Linked DNA regions of Mus musculus: regions 1 and 2 are each linked to region 3. The links are chromatin contacts, called in public promoter capture Hi-C maps. All regions are on one chromosome and are shown on one strand. Each heading gives the region's core, a stretch centred on a gene start, on an enhancer-like site or on the middle of the called end of the contact. The rest is flanking DNA. Distances are from core to core; before and after follow the strand shown. Region 1 holds the start of Gaa (glucosidase, alpha, acid). Region 2 holds the start of Cbx8 (chromobox 8). Region 3 holds the start of Snhg16 (small nucleolar RNA host gene 16).

The links. Promoter capture Hi-C pulls out the DNA fragments that hold promoters and counts their contacts.
Region 1: a contact with region 3 is called in a promoter capture Hi-C map of liver, with 2.8 times the contacts expected there. The contact joins the promoter of Gaa here to the promoter of Snhg16 in region 3. A contact is called at or near these places in 2 of 39 promoter capture datasets (embryonic stem cells and liver).
Region 2: a contact with region 3 is called in a promoter capture Hi-C map of liver, with 4 times the contacts expected there. The contact joins the promoter of Cbx8 here to the promoter of Snhg16 in region 3. A contact is called at or near these places in 4 of 39 promoter capture datasets (the C10 cell line, liver and pre-B cells).

The regions. Positions count from the first base shown.
Region 1 is chr11:119,265,524-119,269,474 of GRCm38.p6, reverse strand. Gaa (glucosidase, alpha, acid) reads right to left here and starts at 1,512. Exons shown (of 20, transcript NM_008064.4): 1 at 1,253-1,512.
Region 2 is chr11:119,038,472-119,042,725 of GRCm38.p6, reverse strand. It overlaps Cbx8 (chromobox 8), which reads left to right and starts at 1,813. Exons shown (of 5, transcript NM_013926.1): 1 at 1,813-1,944; 2 at 2,335-2,378; 3 at 2,567-2,632; 4 at 2,728-2,794; 5 at 3,207-4,254. The coding sequence starts at 1,876. The coding sequence ends at 4,049.
Region 3 is chr11:116,669,284-116,673,553 of GRCm38.p6, reverse strand. It overlaps Snhg16 (small nucleolar RNA host gene 16), which reads right to left and starts at 1,894. Exons shown (of 5, transcript NR_027821.1): 1 at 1,798-1,894; 2 at 1,199-1,390; 3 at 816-890. It overlaps Snord1c (small nucleolar RNA, C/D box 1C), which reads right to left and starts at 1,049; the gene lies at 972-1,049.

The sequences.
Region 1 (3,951 bases), core at 263-2,762, 2.6 Mb before region 3:
AGTTTTCCAGTCCAGGAGGGGGTTGTTAACTATGACCCGGCTGGGGCTCTGCCACGCCTAGATGCCAGTAAGCCCCAGGTTGCCGCCATACCTCTCTGATGGACTGCCTATAGACCATGGTGGTTCCGAGGACCCCTACACCATGCACCAAGTTTGGCAATTCACTAGACTATCTCACAGAACTCAGAAAAGCACTTCACTTATATTTACTGGTTGGTTGGTTTTGAAAGCTGTAACTCAAGAACAGCCAGAATGAAGAAATGGGTGGAGAACGGTTGGGAGTGGCTCCCAGGCTCCCAACACTCAAATGTGTTGATCAACTGGGATGGTCTCTGAACCCACGTGGCTGCCATGTTGAGACAGGGTCTGCAGTAGCCCAGGCTTGCCTTAACTTGCTATGAAGCCAGGGATGGCTTGGGTCCCTGCCACCATCTCCTACACGCTGGGCTTTCTGGCATTGGAGACCACAGCCAGCTCTGTTCAGTTCTGTGGGCCTTCGGTTACGTAGGCATGACTGAAATCCGTTACCATGGTGAGTGATTCTCCAGCATCTTGAGGGAGTTGGAGTGCTTGCGTAGGCTGCAGTTTCCTACCCTCCAATCACGCCTTGGTCTTTCAGGTGCCCAGCGGCCATAATGAGCCACCATAATGAGCCACAGAAAGATCCAGTGTGTGGATCTGGCTCGAAGACCAGAGACCCATTTTGTCTTTACTGCCGAGTAAGGCCCAGCTCCACCTGGCCCTTCCAGACGTAAGTGACACTGACCATGATTCAGCATCTAAGGACACTCGCAGGCTCAAATTCTGCGGGGCAGGGTGGGAATCTGCATTTTCCAGGACCCTCCAAGGAGGCCGCAGGGCGCAACTCAGAAACACACGCATTAGAACAAAGTCCCAGAAACTGGGAGCAGGCAGCTGAGGCCCGTTCTCTCAGCCACAATTTAGAGAAAAAAACATGGGAAGGAACTGAACTCAGAGGCCACGGCTGACCTGGTGACCTCAAGCTTGCTTTCTGGAAAGCAGCTGGATCGCTGCGTCACCAGGCACAGGCGTGTCCAAATCCAACCTGTCAGACACGGGAGGTCAAAGTGAAGGTTCTCGGTTTCTCTGTGCCTCAGTTTCCCCCTGCGTCACATACACACAGAGCTTTGCCCGCCTGGTACTGCGGGCACGAACTAGAATCCCGGACTTTACCGGAGCCTGCTGTCTTACTAAGGTCACCGTCCGTGGCTGCCTGGGTCGGGGGTCTCACCTATGCCGCGTGTCTCTGCTCGATTCTCCAAAGCAGGAACTCGCTGACAGTCGGCCCTGCCTGCCTGGAGGAGGCCGCTCCTCCGGAGGCTCTGGGGCCGGAGACAGCCTTCACCAGCTCGCCCAGCTCACCTGCGCAATCACCCTCCAGGCCGAAGACCCCCAGGCTCAGCGGGCAGCGTGGGTCACGTGGTCTGTGGGCGGGGCTCGTCCGCGCGGACCTCGTCACACGACCTCCTGCGTAGGCGGCGGAGTCCGTGTGAGTGTTATCGCTGCGCCCCCTAGTGGCTGAGGGCGACAGTGAGCGCAGGTGTTGGAATGGCAGCCATAGGACGTCATCGCGTTGCAAAAGCTCCAGTAGATTAAACCAGCCCAGACCTGGAGTCAGAGTCAAACACGTGATCGCACAGAAAACCTACGATGGTGAAACAGTAAATGATCCGGGGCATTTGATATAAGTATGATGCAGGTCATACATTGAGCCAGAAGCCCGGGGTAGTAGTGCAGGCATGTGATCCCAGCACTCGGGAAGCAGCAGCAAGAAAGATTGACAATTTGAGGCCAGCATACGACACCTGGTGAAACTCTGTTTCAAAAACCAAAGTTGGCAGGCCGGATGTAGATAGGGGTAGAGCACTGGCCTACCATGTGCAAGGCCCTGACTCTCCTGTACTGCTGGGACCACTGGGGGGTGGAGGGGCATTTGTGCCTCTGGCTGTCAAACTTTTGAAACAATGTACACCAAGAAATTCAACGCCCCCCTCCCCATCCCATGCTGGGAGAGGAGAAAGGCCTGAGAAGACGGTGTCCTCAGCTCTGGCAGCTTGTCGGAGCACAGTGTGTGCAGGCAGGATAATGAGAGCCAAGAGGACTGGCCAGCGAGGGAAGGTGGATGGACTCTGGCCAGCTTGAATGTGCTGAGCTTGGCTCTGGCAATCTTTCCCTTGTGCCCATTCCCTCTGCCTTGCTAAAGAAAAACAAAACAAAACAAAACAAACAAACATTAGATTACATTCCTAAAGCTAGCCATCAAGGTCTCTTCCCTTATTTGGCCACTTCCTCCGCCTAAGGCTGACTGCCAGGGGCCAGCTGTTAAAGTATTGAAGTCCAGCAATCCGAAGCCCCCTTTGGTTCATGTAATTAATACACCAAACCAAACCTTACCACCGCATGCTAGCCCATCCTAACACAGGCCTCCCCTTCTCTCTTCTTTTTTTTTTTTTTTTTTTTTTGTGTGGTTTTTTGAGACAGGGTTTCTCTGTGTAGACCAGGCTGGCCTCGAACTCAGAAATCCGCCTGCCTCTGCCTCCCGGGTGCTGGGATTAAAGGCGTGCGCCACCACGCCCGGCCCCTTCTCTCTTCTTAAAAATGACACCAGCAGCCAACAATGGCAGCACACGCCTTTGATCCCAGCACTGTGAGGCAGAAGCAAGTGGAGCTCTGATTTTCAGGACAGCCTGGTGTACATACAGAGTGAGTTCCAGGATAGCCAACGGTACACAGAGACCCTGTCTTGGGCCCGCCCATCCCCCCTTACACCTGCCGAGTCATTTGCTGCTGTTCTTCACCTTTGTTCCTGGTGGCTTGTGCCTATTCTGGGGTCCGACAGGGAAACCCCTGCTCTGCAGAGGTCTCCTAACAGACAGGAGCGTCCCGTGACCAAGCATGCTTGGCTACACAGCTCTTCTGCCCTATTCAGAGTTAGAGCTCACACCAGGACACACCCCCGCCCCCAATTTGTTCCATTCCCATCTGTTTTACCTCCCAAAGTGGCCACACCAACTAAACCCCCTTTCTCTGCTGTTCACTGTTGTCTCTTTAATTGGTACTGGAGACAGGCGGCTGAGCCTAGTTCCCTAGGGCTGTCAGACGATCAGAAAACTCTAAAACAAGCCCAGCCAGAGCTTACAGGTGCACTACTGAAACAGCTGCTGCTTTCACCTTCCTTCCTTCCTTCCTTTCTTCCTTCCTTCCTTCCTTCCTTCCTTCCTTCCTTCCTTCCTTCCTTCCATCCTCCCTCCCCCCCTCCCTCCCTCCGTCGCTCCTTTCTTTTTTTAAAAAAATTTATTTACTATGAACAGTGTTCTTCCTGCACGTCAGAAGAGGGCACCAGATTCCATTACAGATGGTTGTGAGCCACCATGTGATTGCTGGGAATTGAACTCAGGGAACCTGGAAGAGCAATCAGTGCCCTTAACCACTGAGCCATCTCTCCAGGCTAGCTTTCATTTCTAAACAGCAAGTACTGGAGAAGGCCACGTTTCGGTGGGTGTGTCCAGGGCGGGGTAGGCGGGTGAGTGGAGCTCTTGTGTTGGAGCAGGGTGTGTGTGTGTGTGTGTGTGTGTGTGTGTGTTTGTGGAGGGATGAATAGGGTGGGTGGGGCTGGGGTCTCCCCAGCTGCTTGGCTGTTTTTAGATATCAACCTTTTGCTGGGCAGTGGTGGCACACACCTTTAATCCCAGCACTGGGGAGGCAAAGGCAGGCAGATTTCTGAGTTCGAGGCCAGCCTGGACTACAAAGTGAGTTCCAGGACAGCCAGGGCTACACAGAGAAACCCTGTCTCAAAAAAACAAAAAAACAAAAAAGAAAAAAAAAAAAGAAAAAGATATCAATCTTTTTGTTTGTTTGTTTGTTTTTTCGAGACAGGGTTTCTCTGTGTATCCCTGGCTGTCCTGGAACTCACTCTGTAGACCAGGCTGG
Region 2 (4,254 bases), core at 564-3,063, 2.4 Mb before region 3:
CCTCACCTGGAGCACACCTTACTATGTCTAGGAGTGAAGCCAAAAACTGGAACCTGCGACTGTTGATGCAAGAGGAGGCCTGGGGAGTACCGGCGCAGCGGGCCCAACTCGGAGCTAGCCCCAAGGCCAGCACTGGCGCGTGCAGTGTGTAGCGCCTTGGACCCGAGGCCAGCTTTGCGCTCTGGGCTTCCTGCCTTTCGAAACAGACTCCTTAGCTCGCTGTTTTCCGGGCTTCGTCGTTTTTTCTTTTTCTCTCTCCCCTTTTCCCAGCCTCTTCTTGGCCAAGGGAAACTTTTTTCAGCCAAGTTGATATCGCGATTTAAATAAATTGTGTGTTCCGAGGTCGGGCTCTGTGATCTGGAGCTTGGGTAGTAAAAGGGCAATGTGGGGATAGCTGCTGTTGAACCCCCCCCCCCCCCGCGCCTCAACAGGGGTTACCACGAGGGGAGGAAAGAGAGCCTAGGAGCAAAAGGTCATTGAGTGTACTCAGGTGTGTAAAAGGGACTGAGGCATCTCTGCGCGACCCTCGTCCCCTACCTGGGACTTGCCATCTTCGCGTCGGGGGTGGGGGTGGGGGTGTCTCTTCCAGGCCGCACTAGATACCGCCACACCCCTCAAAGTCCATACTGATGTTTGTCGGGAATCCCCCGCTTACGCTTACGTCGTCTAGAAGAGCCCGAGACAGAAAGTGCACTAGCTCTGCACCCAGGTCTGGAGCAGAGCCGCGGCGCCTCCAGAGCTAGCCAGGCTCTAGGCTCTGCCTCGATGGTCATAGGCTCCTTAAACCCACCCAGGCCGGGACAGATGTGGTCAGGGTTGACTTCTCTCAGGACTGAGGAGTGGATTGGACGGAAACTGCAGGCTGGGTCAGGAATAGAGGCTGGGGCAGGGCAGCTGAGACTTGGGGACAATGAGGGTGGGAAGAGGAGGCTCGCGACCCCTCCTGCAGGGTCTCGCTTCAGGATGGATTCAGGCGGTAAACACTGGCTTGTGCCAGTCTGCTTTGGGCTTCTGAGCCCGGAGAAGCGCCCACGCCAGCTCGCAGGACCCGGAGGGTGGACGCGGGCAGCGCTATGCGACTGGAGACCAAGAGCAGGCTCATTGATTTGTTAGCTGGATGGGACTGGTGAAGAAGGGAGGAGGGGGCGTTGCCATGGAGACCCAGGGTGCGCGGCCGCAAGGGAGGGGTCAGGGAATTAGTAGGTTCGGCGCAAGCGACGTAGGTCCGGGGGTTCGGGCGCGGCTCGATGCGCCCCAGCACCTGTGCATTGTGCATCAACGGCGGCTGGCGACCAGGATGGCGCCAGCTAGGGCATGGGCAGGTGGGGAGGGCCTGGGTCTGCAGAGGGGCAGCGCCTGGCTGGCACCTACGCAGGGAGCCCTAATAGCTCGGCGGGGCAAGCCACGCACCCGGGGAAACGCTGGGCAATCAGGCAGGGGGGCCAGGGGCGGGAGCCTAGGGCAGCGGCCCCCCTGTCCAGCCGTGCAGACTGACAGCAGCCGGGCCCGCCCCGCTTGGCGTCACTTCCGCTGACGGCTCGCTCCCCCTCCCTCTGGGTCTCTGGAGTGGACAGAGACCCCGCCTCCTGGCTATTGGAACGCGGGTCACGTAGCAACGCAGGGGAGACGGGGAGAGGGGCGTGGCCGGGCGCTAGTCCAATCAGCGCCCGCAGAACGGGCCCAGGACGCTTGGCTTTAGCAACGTCGTTAGCAACACGTGGGGCGGGAGGAAGCGCTGGGAGGGGGTGGAGGGAGGGAGAGTGCGCGGGGGAGGGAGGAGAACTGACGTCAGCGGGAGAGTATTATGGGCTGTCGAGGGCTGGCTGCTGCTTTTCTGCTCCTGGAAGCGGCTGAGGGGGGAAGCGGCGAGTCAACATGGAGCTCTCGGCGGTGGGGGAGCGGGTGTTCGCGGCCGAAGCCCTCCTGAAGCGGCGCATTCGCAAAGTAGGTGAAGGGGAAGGCGGGCGGCGACGCGAACTCTCCCTCACCAGGGCCCAGGCTCCCTCCCCTTGCTGCAGCCCAGCCTCCCTTCCCCCAGGTCCCAGCAGCGGCCGCGGCCGTGGCGGCGGCGGCGGCGGCTCAGCCCCAGCGCTCTCCTTAGACTTGCAGCCCTGCACAGATTGCATGGATGGGGGGTGGGGTGGGGGATGAATGCCGGTGCATGCACTTTGTGCAGCGTTTCTGCAGGGGTGCTGCAGTGGACTGGTTCCTTTGGCGGTAGTGTTTGGAGCATTCATTTGGTGCATGCATTTTCGTGTGTATTTCTTGTGTCCTCGTCATGCATTTCTCCCCACGCACACACATACACAAGCATTTTCCCTTTTGCATCTGCAGGGACGCATGGAATATCTCGTGAAATGGAAGGGCTGGTCGCAGAAGTAAGTAGGTTATATGCAATCGCTACCCCACACTGATATCGAGGAGGGTTCTTTCTTCCTCTTTTCCCCTTCACATTGAAATACAACACAAGGCAGCCGGAAAAGTTGCACACACATACACGCCCTCCACTCTGTCCTCTCTCTCCTGCTCCAGGGACTGATGCTCCATTCTTCCTGGTTTCCTTTAGGTACAGCACGTGGGAGCCCGAAGAAAATATTCTGGATGCTCGCCTCCTTGCAGCCTTTGAGGAAAGGTACAGACCCTTAGCCTAGCCACTCACTAGAACCCATACACGCTGACTTCGGTGCAGCCAGGACACACCCCCTTCTCTCTCTTTTCTTTCTTTAGGGAACGGGAGATGGAGCTCTATGGCCCCAAAAAGCGAGGACCCAAGCCTAAAACCTTCCTTCTCAAGGTATGTTGCGATCTCCAGAGGTGGAGTGTGCCGTTCAGGGAGGATCTGCAGGGCTTGTAAATCAATGGGTGCCCTTGCCTTGTGTGTATTTGTAATCTGGACTTCTGTCAGAGGCCCCATCACGGAGTTCTAGAGGCAGGACTTAGCTGCACCAGAAGGCCTTCATTCCCACCCCCCCTCCAGCCATCCCAAGTAGACCTCTGTTACACAAGGAGTCTGTTGGTTGCAAATGGCTTCTTCCAGACAAACCCTCATTCCCCTCCCCCAGACTATTACTAAGAGCCCACCTCCCCACTCAATTAGAATTTCCCAGGCATCCAGGGAAAGTTGGGCAGTCAAGGCTAGAGGTCGTGGGGGGGTGGGGTGGGCGGGGGCGGGGCTTTTTTCTCCTCACAACAACTTCCTTCTGCAGGCCCAGGCCAAGGCAAAGGCCAAAACCTATGAATTCAGAAGTGACTCTACCAGAGGCATCCGGATCCCTTACCCAGGCCGCTCACCCCAGGATTTGGCGTCTACTTCCAGGGCCCGAGAGGGCCTGCGGAACACGGGGCTACCCCCACCAGGGAGCAGCACCAGTACCTGCAGGGCAGACCCACCTCGGGACCGGGACCGAGAGAGGGACAGGGGTACCAGCCGTGTAGACGACAAGCCCAGCTCACCGGGGGACAGCTCCAAGAAACGAGGACCGAAACCCAGGAAGGAGCCCCTGGACCCTTCACAGAGACCTTTGGGAGAGCCCAGTGCCGGCCTTGGAGAGTACCTGAAAGGCAGGAAGCTGGATGAGACCTCTTCTGGGACAGGAAAGTTCCCAGCTGGCCACAGTGTGATCCAGCTTGCTCGAAGGCAGGACTCAGACCTGGTGCAATATGGTGTGACCAGTCCTAGCTCAGCAGAGGCCTCGAGCAAGTTGGCTGTGGACACCTTTCCAGCCAGGGTAATAAAGCACAGGGCTGCTTTCCTGGAGGCCAAAGGCCAAGGTGCCCTGGACCCTGGTGGTGCCAGGGTTCGACATAGTTCAGGCACCCCAGCCTCAGTGGGAAGCCTGTATCGGGACATGGGGGCGCAAGGGGGAAGGCCCTCCCTCATCGCCAGGATCCCAGTGGCCAGGATCCTGGGGGACCCAGAGGAAGAGTCCTGGAGCCCCTCTCTGACTAACCTGGAGAAAGTGGTCGTTACAGATGTGACCTCAAACTTTTTGACCGTCACCATTAAGGAGAGCAACACGGACCAAGGATTCTTTAAGGAAAAAAGATGAATTGCCGGGGTGGGAGCCCAGGACCAGTGCAGGGGAGAGTGAGCTCAAATGGCTTAGTGCTTTTTATTTCTGGGTGACTGTGGCCTCTGGCTGGTCCTGTCCTTCTTCACACCCCTCTTCCCTTTCATTCCTCCGTCCTCAGTTCTGGCTGGAAAATTATCTCTAGAGTTCTATTTTCTATTAGATGTAAATATGTTATTTAAGA
Region 3 (4,270 bases), core at 645-3,144:
CAGCATCTGCCTTACAGCTGAGCCAGAGTCTTTGGCAAGTCTTTGTAGACTATCAGTGAAATCCCTAAAATGGTACAGGTCACCCACTACAGCGACCCTACTGAAGGGCAGCCATTACCACACCTGCCACTAAGAGGTGACACTATACAAAGGAGTGTCTCCTTTCCCCACCCACATGTACAAAAGCATATGGCTGTCTGTTAAGACTGAGGATTAAAAAAACCTATCTCAGGAGGTGCTTAAACATAGCCAGTGCTCTGGTCTTGCTGTGAGAATGGTCATCAAACCGTTTCTCCATGCCTGCTCAAACCTCGAGGACTCTTAATTCCACTCCATACCCGTCTCATCCACTGACCTGGGTGGAAATGTGTGTATTTTAACACTTTTTACGTGTTCTGAGAGATATCCAGGTTTGGAAGCCAGTGATTCTGTGTTACAGAAGACAAGGCTCTGTGCTACTCCCAGGTAGCAGGCCCAAATCTTTACTTAACCCAATTTCTAGGCCAAAAAACAGCTTGGTGGCTAAAGGGGAAACCAAACTCACTCAAGTCAACCAGACACATAGATGCAGTGGCACACGCATATACAAAAGAAACAGAACCCACTCACTGAACGTCAGTTTACTTAGCAGTTGAGTGAGGAACAATTTTGTATTCACCAATGTTAAATGCAGCTTGTGAGAGTGCTGAGTAAGGAGGACCACGCCCTCCTCTGGACAATCAATCCCCAACAACCTCTAACCCCACCCCCACCCCAAACCTAACAACCAACCCTTCCCAGCTACCACAACCCCTGCGACTCTATGAAGCTCTTACCAGGCGCAGGCATCCTGAAGGCCCTTGTGCACCACCACGCCTTTCCATGATGCTTCCTGGAGACAACACCTCCGTCTGAAGGAGTAATAAAGAGATCCCACTTCATTCTAACAGAAGCAACCTTACTGTGGTCATTCTCAAAACAGACCTCAAAACGTCGAGCCTCAGTAAACCATGACTCTTCACAAAAGTGTCATTTCAGACAGGGATAACTTAAATCATCCTCAGCTCAACCAGCAAGAGGCCCCCCAAACCCCCCAGTGCCAACCCAACTCATTTTTGGAAATCCGGTTCTGGCAACCACGTTGAGTTGCAGAACGACACTCTATAGCCCCAAATTACACCGGCACAGACCCTCTTCTGGACTTGTTTGGAACCCTTACCGACACGGGCTGCAGAGGGCTCAACGCGCATTCTTCTGGCTGAACTTGAGAACTATGTCTGAGGCAGATGCCCACCATCTACCTATGCCTTCTGACGGGTGGACCACACCGAGCCCGTTGGCTTTCAGGGATCCAGCCATTACTTCTGAGACGGAACCTGCATCTTGTCTCCCGAGTGCCAAAAGGCAATGCCTTCGGGGAAGGAGAAGTTATGCCGCGTTAGAGCTAACGGCTTTCAGTTTTCAATCCCGTTCATGACAATCTGTAGTTAGCAGGAGTCACTCGTGTTCACTTAAGGCCACCACCCTCAATGGAGACCCCAGGGAAGACAGAGCTGAGCACATGGCTGGCTTTGGGTCACAGAGAGAAGACCGCTCCCCGCCCCAAGAGAAGGGAGATCGAAGACCAAAAAGGGCTTCATCCCGTCCGCATCAAACGTCTCGCAGTCTGGGGAGCATTTCCTTAGACAGCATCTCAGACCTCCTAAGGCCCACAATAGCAAAGGAAAGGGCTGATCGTCGACACGTCACCTCCGGAGAGAGCAAGCGTGTCGACGGTATGTGTAGGAAAAACCTCATCTTCCCTTTTCCACAACTTACCATCACCCAAAGCTTAGGCCTTTCAGGGAGAACACCACAGACCCGCGCGGCCATAACTTCCAAACACGCGGCAGAGGACCTCGGAAAGGACGAGATCGCGCTTGCGCGCAGTCTTCCCGTTTTCCCTCCCCTCCGCAAGTCTCGCCGGAACTCTCGCGATGTCGAGAATGGTTTGATGGGAAATGTAGTTCTAAATCTACCGTTGCCAAGAATGGGTCGTCTCACCTCACATTGAGTGAAGAGAAAGGGGTAAGATGGTGGCAGCCACCAGGGGCAGCAGAGGGTTCGGGGTAAGGAGCTTGGACTGTGAACTTCGGCGGTCCCCCGCTAAGTCTGGGGAGGTGGAGAATGTTCGAGGGTTCAGGGACCGTTGAGGAAACTGAGGCTCGTTAATTGTGCTGCAGATTTTTATCTGGGGTGGAGAAATGTCACTTGGCTTAGTTCCTTAGTGAAGTCCAGGGAGAGTCCCAGGGAATGGGCAGAAGCTTTTAAGATGGGGGCGAGAGCGGGTTCCGGCGGCAGGGGGCACTCGAGAGCTGCAGGGGCGACCGTCAGTAGCAGCAGCAGCAGCCCCAGGTATTCGCCTGCCTGTGGCACTGTTCTCACAGGGAAGATACAATGAAATCGGCGCTGAGGACTAGCCGGTATAAGTTGGAGATAAAAACCATTTTAATAGAGGGGTTTAGTGTGAGGATTAGGAGAAAGAGAAGCGCTCAAGAAGAATGCATACCCAGGGTGGGAACTGGCTCAAGGAGAGTTGCAATTGATTGTGTTAGCCATGTATAATTCTAGTAGCTCGTGAGTTACATCTTAAAAGGTTGCTAGGAGACACCCCCTCCCCACTTTCTTGCTATCTTGGTAAGTGAAATAAGTGTGCTGGCCCCAGAGAAGCGTTGGATGGAACTGTAGGCACAAGTCGCTAGGGGTTGCATGGGGGTGGGGGTGGTGTAATTGGTGAGGGTCGCTGAAAAATTGTAGTTTAATATCTGGGAAGGGCAAAAGGGCCTTCAGCAGTTGGTAATTATGCCAGAATTCTTGTTTCTCTGTTGGCAAGAGACTTGACAGGATTCCTGAATGAGGGACCCTCTTCCTCTATCGTGGGCGTGTTTTCCATGTCTTTCGATCCTGCCTCGTTCGTTTAGAGTATCATTTTGCATGGGGCATCTTGACTTCATTTTTAAATAGGACAAAATGGCAAGGCAGGGCCAGAACTTATACCTATTTACAAGCTAGTTTAAATTTACAAGATCTAGAGCCTTTTATTCACAACCCTCGCCCGGTCCTCCAGTCCTCCTCAAATGGAACTCTGTAGCATTTAGCCTGTATCATCTTTTTAATGTGGAAATCTGTTACTCACTCTTAATGACCATATCCGTGTATATTTCTCTCCTTTAATTTAATTGTGAGTCCTTTTGGGGGGAGGGAACTCTCTTAATATTTTTTTTATTCCCTCATAGTGCTGGGCTTAGTGTTGGGCTGTGTCTTTCTCACAGAATGTCCCAAGGAGATAATCAATAATGTATTCAGCAAGAACACAGGCCCTTGAATTTTCTATCTTACCCTTGAAGACAGACTATTTTGTTGAGTTCTGACAGGAAGGATGCATTTTCTCTCGGCACATTAAGTTCTTTCATGTGAGACTTGCAGGGGGAATTCTCAAGAATTTGCCCAAAGCCGCTTGTGAAACTCGTGGGCACGTGACCTTCGGCAGACAAGATAATAATGGTAGTTAGCACATGACGAATTGGATTCGCTAGGTGGCTGCTCACTGTCTCAGGTTCTTTAACCCTCGCTATCTATGAAGCCCTGGGACTATCCCATCTGGCAGATGAGAAGACACGTGTCAAGAGGGGAGGGGAGGGGCTGGTTAAAGCCTCAGTGGTGCCTGACTTGGTTTGATCTCAGCCCGCAGAGTTTATGCTTTTATCATTCGGTTGCTAATGCGCTGAGCGAGTTGACCTACTACATAAGAGCTTTTCTTCCAGGGGGACAAGTAGGGCGGAGGAGGATTTGTGTCTTTAAAAATTGACGTGTGGGTATGAACATGTATGCAGGTGCACATGTATGAGAGTAGGTGGGTGCATGTAGAGGTCAGACATCAACTTTGGGTGCCTTTCTCAGTCACTCTCCACTTTAGGTGTGAAGTCCAAGTCTCTCACTAACCCTAGAGCTTGTGGATTGGCCAGACAGACTGACCAGTGAGCTCCAGGGATCCCCTGTGTCTCCACTTTCCCAGAGCTCAGACAACAGACACTGTTCCCACCTTCTGCTGCTGCTCTGTTTACTTATGCAGTGTGTTGGCGTGGGGGTCGCCTGCGTGTACAGTCTGTGCACCACGTGTGTGCCTGGTGCCCACGGGGGCCAGAAGAGGGTGTCAGATTACCCCTGGGACTAGAGTCACAGTTGTAAGGTGCCATTTGGTTTCTGTGACTAGGACCTGAGCCCCGTAGAAGAGCAAACGCTCTCAGCCACT